2 separate regions of the Mus musculus genome follow, and region 2 is linked to region 1. Evidence: chromatin contacts called from public Hi-C data. All regions are on one chromosome and are shown on one strand. Each heading gives the region's core, a stretch centred on a gene start, on an enhancer-like site or on the middle of the called end of the contact. The rest is flanking DNA. Distances are from core to core; before and after follow the strand shown.

Region 1 (6,747 bases), core at 207-2,706:
CTTTAAATGTTATTATTTAGATCTGAATCATTATGAGTTAATTTTTGTGTATAGTATCAGATAGGTGTCAAAGAAGATATGCAGTTGTACCAGTAACATTCCTTCTTAAGGAAAACTCTTAGCATTCTACAATCTTTTTTTATCCACACCGAGTCAGGGGTTCGCAATGTAACTCTGGCTGTCCTGGAATTCACTTTGTAGACCACGGTGGCCTGGACAGAGATCTGCCTGCCTTGTCTTCCTGAGTGTTGAGATTAAAGGCATGAGCCGCTATACCTGGCTAAGCATTTTGTAATCTTTATTTCTTCTTATTTCCAAGTTTACAAAGTAGTAAAATTCTAAAATTTTGTTGTTGGAGCTGCAGAAAATGAAGATGTGTGATGTTTTCAGTAAACAAAGCTTAGTAAGTAAAAACCTGTCAGAATGATTGCCCATGGGATATTATTTTCAAAAATAATCTCTAGGGCTGTGGCTGCAGTTCAGTTGATGAAATGCGTCTCTAGCATTCATCAAAACTTGAGGTCAACCCCAGCACCCACCACATAAAATTCAGTGTGTTTGCCGATGCCTGTAATCTTGACAGTGGGAGGTAGAGGCTTAGACGTGGACGGAGTGGGTTAGGAATTCAAGATTATCGTCAACCTCATTGGTTAGCTTATATTAAGCCAAATGTAGACCTGCCTGGTTTGGAAATCGGTGTGTAGTAATTTATGTAGTGATTTGAGGATAGCCTCAAGTACAGAGTTCTGTCTACCTCTGCCTCCAGTTTAAACGTGTATACCATCACACCTGGGTAAACTCTAAAACACATGTTCTGGTAGTGGTAGTTTGGTGTACTGACTTAAGTTCTCAGAATTTCTTTTACATGCATATTGTAGCGGTGTCTCTACCTGAATAGCCGGAAGGTCTTGAGTTCAGCTGCATGCTCTCAAACATATTATATACATGCTTTGAGCTCCATTCTCTAACTGTAATTGGAAGTGGTTGTTAGCATATCTTCTTTTTAGATCTCTAGTTCCAGTCGAAACGTGTGCTACCTCAGTTACTTCAAGCCCTTGTTCCTACTGTCCTAGGTGTTTGAGAATAATCTTATAGGGACTTTTGAAATTGGTCCCCTCAAGTCCTGTTTTATCAGCATTTTTCTACAAGGGAAAAAGGGTCTGTTTATCTAGCTTTTTAGGGTATAAATTGTTTCTTTTTGGTTTGAGACAGTTTCACTATGTAGTCATGATTACCATGAAACTCAGATTATCTTGGCTCTGCCTCCAAGTTAGTGCTGGGAATAAAGGTGTATGTGCCTGGCCTATAGAAGAACTGTAGCCCATTCTTTGAATCTGTTAGTGCTGTTGCTCTCAGTCCGTTGCATTTTTCCAAGCTTCTAGCTGGAATAGCCTAAAGTGAGTAATTGAGAGATTAGAATATTTCAAGAAAGGCCTGGGAGAAGGCACAGCTGCAGGGATTTGAAATAGCACAGATAGAAGCATACAGTTTGCTCAGGGTCAAGTTGCCTCAAGGGCAACCAGGTGCAGAGAAGACCAAAATAGTATAAGGCAGGGAGATATGATATGGCTACTTTTCAATAATGTCTTTGAGTCTTAGGAGTCTCCACCCATTAGGTCTGAATTGGCATTATCAGGTGGAAGCAGTCTATGGCAAATAACTTTTTAATTGTGCTTAATTTCATATTTCTCTTCATTTTCTCAGAAAACCAACTAACAAACAAACCCACCAAAAATAGATATTGTTGGCCATAGGATATATTCAAATATATGTATTGATGCTATTTTCTCTTGAATGTATATCTTTTGATTCATGTCTGTATGAGATCATTCATTCTTGTTAATTAGATTGAAATTATAATTGTTATCCCTATTGGCAGTTGTACTTTTATTATTATAGTTTAAAAATGATTTTTGATTAGAGACTGCATTGTTTTGTACTCTAACACAAATTATAACTGTATAGAAATGTTTTAAAATTAGTAACTAATTTTTTATTTAGATATTTTCTTTATATTTATATTTCTTTATATTTCTCCATATATTTTTCTTTATATATATTTTCTTTATATCCACTATATACATTTATATACATTTCAAATGCTATCCTGAAAGTTCCCTATACCCTCCCCCGCCCTGCTCCCCTACACACACACTCCCGCTTCTTGGCCCTGGCATTCCAAGAATTTCATAAATTCATTGTTTACTAATTTTTAAATCAGGTGATGTGATTCAGCAATTGAGTATAGGCTTAGCATGTTTAAGGCTCTGGGTTCTGTTCCCAAAGCCACATAAACATACACAGCCAGCAACCCTGTTTCAAAACTGAAAATACTTTTGATTCTGCTGCATAGTGTACTGTGTTTAAGACACTATTGCTTTAATTTCATTTGTTGTGCTGGTGTTGGATTATAAAATACTGTATCAAAAATTTTTAGTCTCCTTCAGTTTTTTACCTTTAAAATTTACATTACATTTTGTTTGCATAGATAATAATAATGGTATCTTCACCCATTTTAAATATTGTCAATTTATAAGAGGTGACAGACCAATTCTGTGAATGGCGGACTTGTAAAAGTATCTTTTATTCCCCTGGCTCAGTTGTTGTCTTAGAGGCTTACTGTCTCCATCTGCTAACCTAGGCCTAGTCCTGGAAGCTTCTAGCCTCCATACAATGGAATCCAGGCCTAGAATGTTTTCAGCCTCTGAGACTTACTGCTGAATTAGCTCACCCTTTCTAGCTCTTTCTGAGCTCTGGCTGCCTGGTTCAGATCAGCTGTTCTGACTCAAAACTCTTCTCCAAGCTGACAGACTCAAACTAGCTTCTTTTTGCTGCTTATTGAGTTGCTCTGCTTAGCCTAAAACTAACTGTAGCCATCTTTTCTAATCTTCTGGCTTCTCCTCCTCCGGCTCTTTTTGTCTTTCCCTGTGTTTCAATTGTTCTGTGTGGAACCCGTGTCTGTAACGTTTCCTGGTAACTGAGAATCCCACACACTGACTAGAAAGAACTAAGGTCTGCATGAGTGTTGGGATTAAAGATGTGTACATGCCTGGACCTAAGCTTTTCTTTCCCTGAAACTTGGCTCTATACCACACTGGCCTTGAACTCAGACTTCAGTCTGACTCTGTCCCCTGGGATTAAAGGCATGTCTACATTCCAGCCAGATCACATAGACCTAGAAGTCTTTTTATGTGTGATCTCTTACCAGAGCAGTCATGTTCTGAATTAAACTTAAAATTTCTCTACAGTGGCTCATGCCTCTAATCCCTTCACTTGGGAGACTGAAACAGGAGGATTGCTGAGATGGAGGCTTGCAAGGCTTCCATTGTGAGTGGCTACACAGTTAGAACCCATCTTAAAACACATGTGAGTGAAATAATGTGCTTTTCTCATCACGCCATAATCAGGCCTGGCCCTGTGTCAGTCTGCAAGACGAGTAGGGTGGTCACGGATGACTTTTTTCTTACTTGTTTGTGGCCAGAGGACTTTGCTTTTGTAGGCTCCACCAGTCTGAGCCCGGTGTGCTTTTTAGTGCTTTGAGTTCCTAGGTTGCCTATTTGAGGGATAAGACGACAAGTTGATAGGGTCTGGTGGAAATACCACCAAATTCTTAGATTTATTATCAGCTTTAGAGGTTTGACCATAGCCATTGTCTACATTCTTATCTCCTCTAGGACTTAAAAACAAGAAGAAAAATTCCCATGTAATAATACTGAAGAGTTCTTAAGTGTTTTGTTTTTTTTAAAACATGAGCTCGGACTGGTGAGATGGCTCAGTGGGTAAGAGCACCCAACTGTTCTTCTGAAGGTCTGAAGTTCAAATCCCAGCAACCACATGGTGGCTCACAACCATCCATAATGAAATCTGACTCCCTCTTCTGGAGTGTCTGAAGATAGCTACAGTGTACTTATATATAATAAAAATAAATAAATCTTTTAAAAAAAAAACATGAGCTCTTGATGTCAGAAAAAAAAACCCTGATTTTTTTAAAAATAAAAGAGTACATTGAAAATCTTATTGGAGTATGAATTTGTGTTCTAAAATATTTTTTTCCTGATATCTTTCAGCTAATTAAGAAAACTTGAGGTGGGCACTGGGGACTCACACACTCCTTTAATGCTTGGGAGGCAGAAACAGATCTCTGTGAGTTCAAGGTCAGCTTAGGCTACAGAGTAAAACCCTGTCTGAAACCAAACCAAAAAAGGGGTGCCGGGGGCGGGGGCGGGGGCGGGGGCGGGATTTATAAACATTGGCTTAAACCTGACTTATTGAATGGAAAGAAATCAGTTAACTGCTAGGATCGGGCTTTACTAGATAGACTAACTCTCTTGTAATGGAATTTCAGATTTTTCCTGTCTTTTTCTATCCTTTCTCTCTCTCTATATATATATATGCCTTTTGTGTATCAACTAGTAAATGCTATTTTTCCTTTTCAGCTGCTACTAATTAGCATTGTGATCCAGTTCCAAACTTTATAAAATTAAGTCTTCTATATTCAGACTTACCTTTGTTTCTACTCATTAAAAATAATTTTGAGCAAATGTTCAGATAGAAAAATAATTTTTAATTCTCAACTGTTTAGCTTCCATAGAGACTGCACTTCCAGCTCTTATTGTACCCATCTTGGAGCCTTGTGGTAATTCGGAGTGCCTACACATTTTTGTAGATTTGCATTCTGGAATGTTCCAATTGATGCTTTATGGACTTGGTAAGTTACTAAATGTCGTCACTCAAGTAAGTGTGTGTGTGTGTGTGTGTGTGTGTGTGTGTGTGTGTTGCCTGTGTATATGCATGTACACCACATGAGTGTTTAGTGCCCCTAACTCTATGAGGTCAGAAGAGGATATCAGATCTCCTGGAATTGAAATTACAGATGGCTGTGAATTACCATGTCAGTCCTGGGAATCGAACCTGGATTCTCTGCAATAGCAACATGTGCCCTTAACTCCTAGGCCATCTCTCTGGCCCAAGGAAAATTTTGTAAGAAAGCAAATTGAAACTTAACTACTATAATGTGTAGGAAGGGGTGGTGTGTGCAGCGTGAAAGTAAGTATGAAAGGAATAATGAACTGTTTGACATCTCTTCCTTGGAATTTTTTTGAGTCCTATCTGAAATTTTTTTGTATCAGAAGATAATTTTTTTTTTTTTAAATATTTATTTATTTATTTTATCTAAGTACACTGTAGCTGTCCTCAGACACTCCAGAAGAGGGAGTCAGATCTCGTTATGGATGGTTGTGAGCCACCATGTGGTTGCTGGGATTTGAACTCCTGACCTTCGGAAGAGCAGTCGGGTGCTTTTACCCACTGAGCCATCTCACCAGCCCGATAATTTTTTTATTATGTAAAAATAACAGTGATGACTGCTTTTAGATTATCTGCTCAGGAGTTCAGTTTTTATTTTATCACTAATAAATTGACATATAAATGACTAGTAGGAATTGCTAGTATCCTTTGTGACTAGAGAAAATATTTGTGACAGTATATCTACATAATGACCTGGAATATGTATCTATATAATGACTTAGAATATGGAGCCCTAGAGGAATTGAAAGTTTGCTTTCTAGTCAAGTGTATGGAGTGAACTACATTCCTAGCCCTTATTTCAAGGTCAGCCTAGTCTACAGAGGACATCCAAGGCTACACAGAGAAACCTTGTCTCAAATTTTTTTTTTTTTTTTTTTTTTTTTGGTTTCTAACTTGTTCTTTTATTGTGTGGGTATTCTCAAATGATATATATTTACTAGGAACAAAAGTGTTTTCGATGACTGCTCAAACAATAGTCCTAACTATGGTGTATATACTCTATTTAGTCAGTTAATATTAAACAAAAGAAATTGATTAAAATAAGGGATTTTTGATTCTATTATGTAGCTATAAAGGTGAGTTAAATTTTATTATTATTTATTTAAAATTGTTTTTGAAACAGGCATGTAGCTTTGGGTGGCCTGGAACTTGCTATGTAACCCAGGCAGGCCTTGAATTCAAAGAGACATCCCTACTTATGCATTCTGAGCTGGGATTAAAGGCATATACCTACCACACGTGGCTAAAAAGGTAGAATTTTGAAACATATTGGCAGCTCATGGAAAATAGGACTTTGAATCACATATTTATTATAGGTAAATGACATACATATGACAGTGGTTTGTTTTTTAACTTGCTCCCCCCCTCCATTTAACATGGAAACATCACTTATTTGTTGCTCAAGTATACGACATAGTTTTACGTAACAGCAGACAATCCCAAGGAAACACTGAAATTACCTCATCTGGTTAATACTAACATTTCCCCTTATCATCTGCTCTCTAGGGTAGCCATATCTTCATAGGCTTCAGAAAACTTTCCTTTCTCCATCTCTTCCCTCATATACCAGTTTGACAAGGGCAAATTTGGCACACATCAGGTCAGACATGGTCCAAGTAAGCCCAGGCCTTAGCAGTGACCGGTATTTGTCAGTTTACCCATAGCTCACCGCATATTGGCTAGGCCCACAAGCTACCTTAGTAGGATGCTATTAAGTATGCTAATCTTGAAGCTAGTGAATAACCAAGCCAAACTGGATAGTACAGTTAGCTTTGAGGCAGCAATGACAACACTGACATTTTTGGGAACCATGTCACTGTGGTATGACAAGAATTAAGCTGTGTATTTATCATGCCTTGGCTGACCATATTGTTGGCTGGATTAGCAAGATGATGGTTGTTTAGGGACAGGAAAATCAATATGGCATGGGGCACCATGAAA
Region 2 (6,881 bases), core at 3,884-6,383, 130 kb before region 1:
AAGAGGGCGTCAGATCATCTGGAACTATAGGTACGGATGGTTGGCTGCCACTGTATCAGTGCTGGGAGTCAAACCCTGGTCCTCTGAAAGAGCAGCAAGCGTTGTTAACTGCTGAGCCACCTCTCCAACCCTGAAATCCGATAGTACCCTGGGTCTCCCACAGTATGTATGATGGAAAAACCTTCTCCAGTGTAGAAGCATAGGACGATTGGTTATAATCATGTCGTGAAGGTTCAGCCCTCAGGGAGAGACTGACCTTGTTATCGTGGGAGTGAATTAGTTACTTTGAGAGTGTTAAGTTCCAAACCTGGGACTAGCAGTTGAGATGTTTATTTACTATATTAAAGCAAACCTTGCCTCCAGGTTCTGCTAGCATCCCTCAGCTCCTACCTGTTACATGGTACGGCTAGCATTCCCCGCCTGCTACCCTAAACGCTTCAGTCCCGGGGCTGAGCTGCCCTGCCCTCAGAGACGCTTCCCTGTATAACCCAGACGTTTTGGTTACCCACTCTTTTGCTCCTTTTGTACCTTTGTCCTCCTGGCTGCTGCACTTGGTTCCCCCTCACCCTTCCTCTCCTCACAGGGCTCAGGGTCATGACCACTATGTGGACTCTCAGATGTGTCTGCCTGTGGCTCTGCTCTCCCACATCTCTACAATAAATTTTCTCCTCCACCATTCCTAGGGACAGTCACATCCCTTCCTTTCCTTCTTCTTTTTTTCCATTCAGAGAGAGCCTGTTATTAAAACGGAGTTTATCTTTCTTTACAAAGACAAATATTTATTTTTATTATTATTTAAAATTTTTATTTTTAACGGAAGGGGATATGTGTGTACATATGTAGGTCTGCAGAGGCAAGATGAGGGCATCAGATGCCCTGAACAGACATCTCAGGCAGTAACTTGTGCCCTCTGGAACAGCAGTACTCGCTGTTAGCCACTGAGCCCTCTCTCCAGCCTCTTTCTCTTTTGCTATTTTTGCCTTTCTGCTTTCTGCCTTGGGACAACATAGCAGGAAGGGCAACCTCAAACGCCAGCACCTTTTCGTGTGGGATTCCTTAGCCTTGAGGACCATGAGAAGTCAAATTCTTGCTTTCTATTGTTTCTGTGATAAATTGCCCAGACTATAGTATACTACTGTGGCAACATAGCGAACAAAGGCAGGTGGGTGTCTGCTTGGGAGCTGTAAGTACCTAGTTAGAAATCTGCAGATTTTTCTGCATAGTGGCCCATGCCTTTGATTCCAGCACTCAAGAGGCAGAGACTGAGTTTGAGGCTAGCCTGGTCTACATAGTGAGTTCTAGGACAGCCAGGGCTACACAGAGAGAGTCTATCTTAGGAAAAAAAACAAGAAAACAAGCAAGAAAGCGATTGAGTAAATGAATTTTCAGATTTGAAGGTCACTGAGGGTGACCTCTTCATTCCTAACCAGCTTCAGGGACCTGTGTTTCTCTTTCAGGCTTCCTGTGTTCCCTGTAATACACTCATTTTTTTTTAAAGATCTATTTATTTTATGTATATGAGTATATTGTCACTGTTTTCAGACACACCAAAAAGGGCATCAGATTCTATTACAGATGGTTGTGAGCCACTATGTGGTTGCTGGGAATTGAACTCGGGACCTCTGGAAGCAGCCAGTGTTCTTAACTGCTGAGCCATCTCTCCAACCTTTGGTTTGGTTTTGTTTGTTCGTTTGTTTGTTTTGTTTTTCTTTTGTAGACAGGGTTCCTCTGTGTATCACAGGCTCTCCTGGAACTCTCTATGTAGACCAGCCTGGCAGAGATCTGCCTGCCTTTGCCTCCCAAGTGCTGGGATTAAAGGCATGGGCAAACATCTCCCAGCCTCTGTTAATGATTTTTTATTTGTGTGTGTGTGTGTGTTCAGGTGTGCACACATGTGTGTGTACATGTACACATGTGCTTGTTACACATGCATCTGTCATGGGAGACGGGAGAGTGTTCTCATACTCGCACATGTGAGTAGAGGATAGGGCTTTGTGTTAGATCTCTTCCTCTATTCTTCTCATCTTATTTTTATAGAAATGGCCCATCAAACTTAAGGTTGCCACTTTGGCTAGACTGGCTGGCCAGCCAGCCCCCAGGATCTGCCAGTCTCTGCTCCTCACCACAGGGGTTACATGTGTGCACCTCCTATTCCAGTTTTCATGCAGGTTCTGGGAATCTGAACTCAGGTCCTCAATGCTTGTGTGACAAACACTTTCTCCAATGAGCCATCTCTGCAGCCCCAAGATTTAAAACACCTTAACATAGAGACAGCCTGGCTTTGTTGAGGCCCATGAAGGGAAGCCCATTTCTTCCTGGTAAAGTATTACTATTTTAACAGGTTTCATTAGGTTCTTATTTTTTTCTTTCTATGATCCCTTTTAACTTACTCTGTTACATGACTTTTGGTTAAAAGAATGGGGTGTGAGTCATATGTCTAGCCCTGGATACAGATATGAAATTCTGAGCTGCCAGGAAGATTACTGTCCAGCAGGAACAAAAGCACTTTGTCCCTTCTCTTAAGAGTTAATCTAAATGGGGCTGTCAATCACCTGGACAGGAATCTGCCTTGCAGGAAATCTGTTTCAGAAACTTTCAAATAACTTAAAACCTGACTACCAACATATGAGACCAAACCATGAGCTCTCTGGCCATGGTCCTTTCCCACTGTGAAAGTGTCTTCCTTCACAATGGTCCCTTTTAGGAAGTGCCCACCACTGCCTTTGCGCGTGCCTCCTGCCGTTCTGTGAAAACCTTTGCCGTCTAGCCATAGATATAGAATAGAGGGACTGGGAAGACCAGAAGGAGGCCAGAGCAGATTCCCAAACAGGAAGTGTTATGGATACCTCTGGCCACTGGATGGAGTAGAGTTGCAGGGTCAGAGTATGGTAGGCCGGAGCCCAGGAACACAGTCCTGTCTACAGAAACCTGACTCCAGCATAGCGGCATAACAACCATCCCAGTTCAGCCTAGGTGCTAGGAAGGAATGCAGGTTTGGAAACCTGTTTTTTCCTGACTCCCTTCTATGACTTTGTGATCTCTCCTGCACTGGGCCTCACTTTGGTGGCTTGTTTTTGCCTCAAGTTGTGCTTCCTTTCTTGTTTTAATTTTCAAGACAGGGTTTCTCTGTGTATCCCTGCTTTCTAGAACTCAATCTATAGACCCATCTTTGCCTCCTAAGTGCTGGGATCAAAGGCATGTGCTACCACCGCCTAGCTACTGCTGCTTTCTTTAAGATTCGTTTCATTATTTTAATTGTGTGGATGGGTGTGTTGGTTTGTGTCTGCAAAAGTCCAAAGAGAGCATCAGATGCCTTGGAGCTGGAGTTATAGGCAGTTGTGAGCCACCCAACATGGTACCCAAACTCAGGTCCTCTGTAAGAGCCATATATGATCTCAATGCTGAGCTGTCTTTCTAGCCCTGCCTTGAGTTCTAATAGCCCGTATTATAAGCATCCTTAGCAAGACCCACCCTTCTCTTTCTTTGTTTTCCTATCAGCCCAGTAGTCTACTGGGCAGTTAGTCTTTTCACTTGATTTTCTACAGAAAAATCTGCCTTTGTGTATCCAATAAAGAGTGTTAAATTAACACCATGGGGCCAGCCAGGTATGCTCCTCCCCACAGTGACCTGGCAACAGCCATGTAGGCCTGGTCCACTATTAAAAGGGCTGCTTGCCCCCTCCTCCCTCTCTTGTTCTCTTGGTCTCTTTCCTTCTTGCTCCTGCTCTGTCTCCTCGACCCTTCCCCACCCCCACCACCACCATGTGCTCATGGCCTGCCTCTCCTCCTCTCCTCTCCTCTCTCTACCTTTCTCTGCCTCTACTACCTTCTTAACTCCCCTCCCCATGCCCTGAATAAACTCTATTCTATTCTATTCTATACTGTTCTGTGGCTGGTCCCTCAAAGGGAAGGCATGCCTCAGCATGGGCCTGCTGAGACATTCCCTTCCCCCACACCTCACCACACATCCAAAGAACATAATCTCTTCTCTCTTTATCTTTTTATTAACACATCACAGTTGACCTGGTTCAATGCCCAGCACCTACATGGCAGCTTAATTCTAGTTCCAGGAGATCCAATGCCCTCTTCTGTCCTCCACAGGCACCAGCCACACATGTGCATGGGCATACATGCAGGCAAAACACCCAAACACATATTAAATAAATATAAGTAATTGCCAGGTATTTGGTTGTTTTTTTTAAAATTACACAGTGTGTACATGTGCTTGTTCAAAGACAGTTGTTATGCATTGTACCAGCTTTGTGGGAAAACCCGCATCCATTCTCCTCACACAGCTGGTATCTGAAGGCAGAGAACAAGGGTCATCTATGTACTATACACTTACCGACTCACTGTTTTATCAGAGGATGTTAAGTAATTACAGATTTCAGCATAGACTCAAAGATTCTCTTCATCTGGGAACTTCTCTTATCACTTGTATTCAAAGGTTAAATATAGAAGAAGGAATAAAAAAAAAAGACTCCAGACATTATGTAGTCACTGTCTGGAACTGGCAGGCATTATATTTCAACAGGATATTATCACTAAGGCGAAGAGAAATGATTCTTACTGGGTAGGAAATGATTGCACAGAGCAGTGTTGTTCAAGCAATCAGAGATCACGTCATGTGGTGAATGAAGGGTTTGCAATTCTATTGTTCATTTAAAATGGGCTGCTGGGAGAAAAAAGGCTGAAAAGAGCTTAGGGAGCAATGTCACACAGCTCCCCACCCCACCCCCACCCTGCTCTCCGCCCAGAAAATTCTGGAGTTCTAAAGTACCTGCTCTGACATCAGCCATCAGCAACCTTGGCTCTTTGAATTCCTTGCGTTTAGCTTGCACTCCCACCCGGTTCCCGTGTGGCGTTCATAGGGAACTGAAAGGGACCACGGGGTGTCTTTCCAAAGGTTTGTTAGGAAATCTGTCTTAGTTTCAGAACAGATTTTCTTCAGTTCTCTCACTGACTTCTGTTCTCAAGCAGGCCACTTGAGCGCATGTCACCCTTAGGAAATGAGCGTTTGCTACGGGATGACAGTAAAGAGTCGGTTCCTGGCAATCTCTAGCTGAGGTGCCATCTTGGAGCAACGCAGTCTTCCCCCCTCCCTTCCCTCCTTGCCTCTGCATGCAGGAGAAGAAAGAAAGTGGGAGGCACCCGGGAGGCTTTGAGCAGAGGTGGGGACTTCCCAGCACTAATAGAAAGAGGAAGGGAAAAGTGCCGGGGTGGCCCAGTAGTGAGACAGGGGGCAGAGCAGGAACATTGATCATATTAGCCGCCATCAGGAGGAAAGTCCCTGCCCGTGGGACACTGGCAACTGGAGTGGTAGTAGCTGAGGTACTGTTCAATGTACAGGTTGCTGGTTTAATGTTTTACTCCAGCCCACTGAAACCTAACCTTTTTCTTATTTTGAAACAAGCCTTCACCGGATCTCTCTCTCTCTCTCTCTCTCTCTCTCTCTCTCTCTCTCTCTCTCTCTCTCTCTCGCGCGCGCGCGCGCGCACACACACACACACACACACATACACACACAGGATACAATCACTGGGTCTGTCTGTCTGTCTCTGTCTGTCTCTGTCTCTTTCTCTCATACATACACACACATGGGATACAAAACAATACAGCAAACATCTGGCTTAAGATAGAAAGCAGGTCTGGGGGTGCTAGGCTTGGTGGTGCACACCTTTGGTACCAGCACTTAGGAGGCCAGGACAGCCAGGACTCCATGGAGAGGCTCTGTATCAAAAAGCAAACAAACAAACAATAACAAAAACACAAGAAAGGGAAATAGGGCTGCACTGCGGAGCACAGAGACTTGAGTTCAGACCCCCTCCCAGCCAGGCACAGTAACCCCTGTCTAATCCAAGAGCTCCACAGCAAGATGGGAAGCAGAGACCAGAGAATCCCCAGGAGATCTCAGGCCAGCTAGCCTGGTATAGCCTGGGGCAAACAGCAGACTTTGTCTCACATAATGTGGAAGATATGGATTGATACCCAAGATTGTTCTTGGACCTCCGTACATGCAGTGTAGTATCTGTGTGAGTACACTCACACATATGGACAGATATACACAGACACATACATCACATATATATAAACTCACAAAATATAATGATAAAATACAAGATAGAGAATGGCTTAGATAGTCAGAGGCAGCCTCTGTGTACCCTCAAGACAACCATAAGTTTTGAATAGTATTATAACTTCCATGTGGACTTTTATTGTTTTGTTACACATATATTTATTTTATCAATCTTAAATGTATTAGTCTACTTTGGATTACTAGAACAAGATACCTAAGGCTGGTTGTTTGTAAAAGGTTTATTTAGCTCATAGGTCTGGACATAGACTAACTAGTCAGGGAGCATGGCAGTAGCCACTGTAAGGCCCCCACTGGCTCCATCACAACCCAGCAGAGGGCAACATGTGGTCAGCTGCTACAAAAGGAGAAATTACAGAGTGGAACAGTAAACTGAAAATGACTTGGGGTCTGGCCTTGCTTTTTCAGGACAATTCATGCCTGCAGAGAACAAACTGACAGGCCATCACCCTGATCCTTTCTAAAGACAGTGCCCCTAATCAACTGCTAGGAGGCAGATCTAAAGGTTCAACCACCTCTTAGCATTGCGGCACTGGGACCCAAGCTTTCAACACATTATCACTTAAGAGACATACCACATACCACATCCAAACTACTGTATCATAGAAGTGATATCCCATTAGGAATCACTAGGGAAATGATTTCTAAGATTTTTGCATATTTTAATATTTTAAAAACACTAGCAATTCAGTATGGCCTTCTGAAATTTGCTTTTTCTCATCACACTCTTAAAAACTGTGAGCAAGTGCATTTGACACATCCACTCTAACTGTTGGGTAGCATTTCAT

Evidence for each region. A called contact is a pair of places that touch in the nucleus more often than the background predicts.
Region 2: a contact with region 1 is called in a Hi-C map of Sertoli cells, with 5 times the contacts expected there. The contact joins two enhancer-like sites. A contact is called at or near these places in 15 of 484 Hi-C or Micro-C datasets (the AML12 cell line, DN2 thymocytes, the G1E-ER4 cell line and 9 more), 8 of 115 datasets of contacts at active chromatin or transcription factors (bone marrow-derived dendritic cells, embryonic fibroblasts, embryonic stem cells and 2 more) and 1 of 9 other capture datasets (embryonic stem cells).

What each region holds. Positions count from the first base shown.
Region 1 is chrX:12,725,975-12,732,721 of GRCm38.p6, reverse strand. It overlaps Med14 (mediator complex subunit 14), which reads left to right. Exons shown (of 31, transcript NM_001048208.1): 11 at 4,583-4,708. Among named protein-coding and RNA genes, the nearest start is that of Gm52422, 32 kb to the right of the region's middle. Within about 2 kb of position 1,456, at least 2 of the 459 cell types and tissues checked have an H3K27ac peak or open chromatin away from gene starts, as enhancers often do. A contact at or near this core is called in Sertoli cells, where this site is marked.
Region 2 is chrX:12,856,378-12,863,258 of GRCm38.p6, reverse strand. No RefSeq gene overlaps it. Among named protein-coding and RNA genes, the nearest start is that of AA414768, 77 kb to the left of the region's middle. Within about 2 kb of position 5,133, at least 178 of the 459 cell types and tissues checked have an H3K27ac peak or open chromatin away from gene starts, as enhancers often do. A contact at or near this core is called in Sertoli cells, where this site is marked.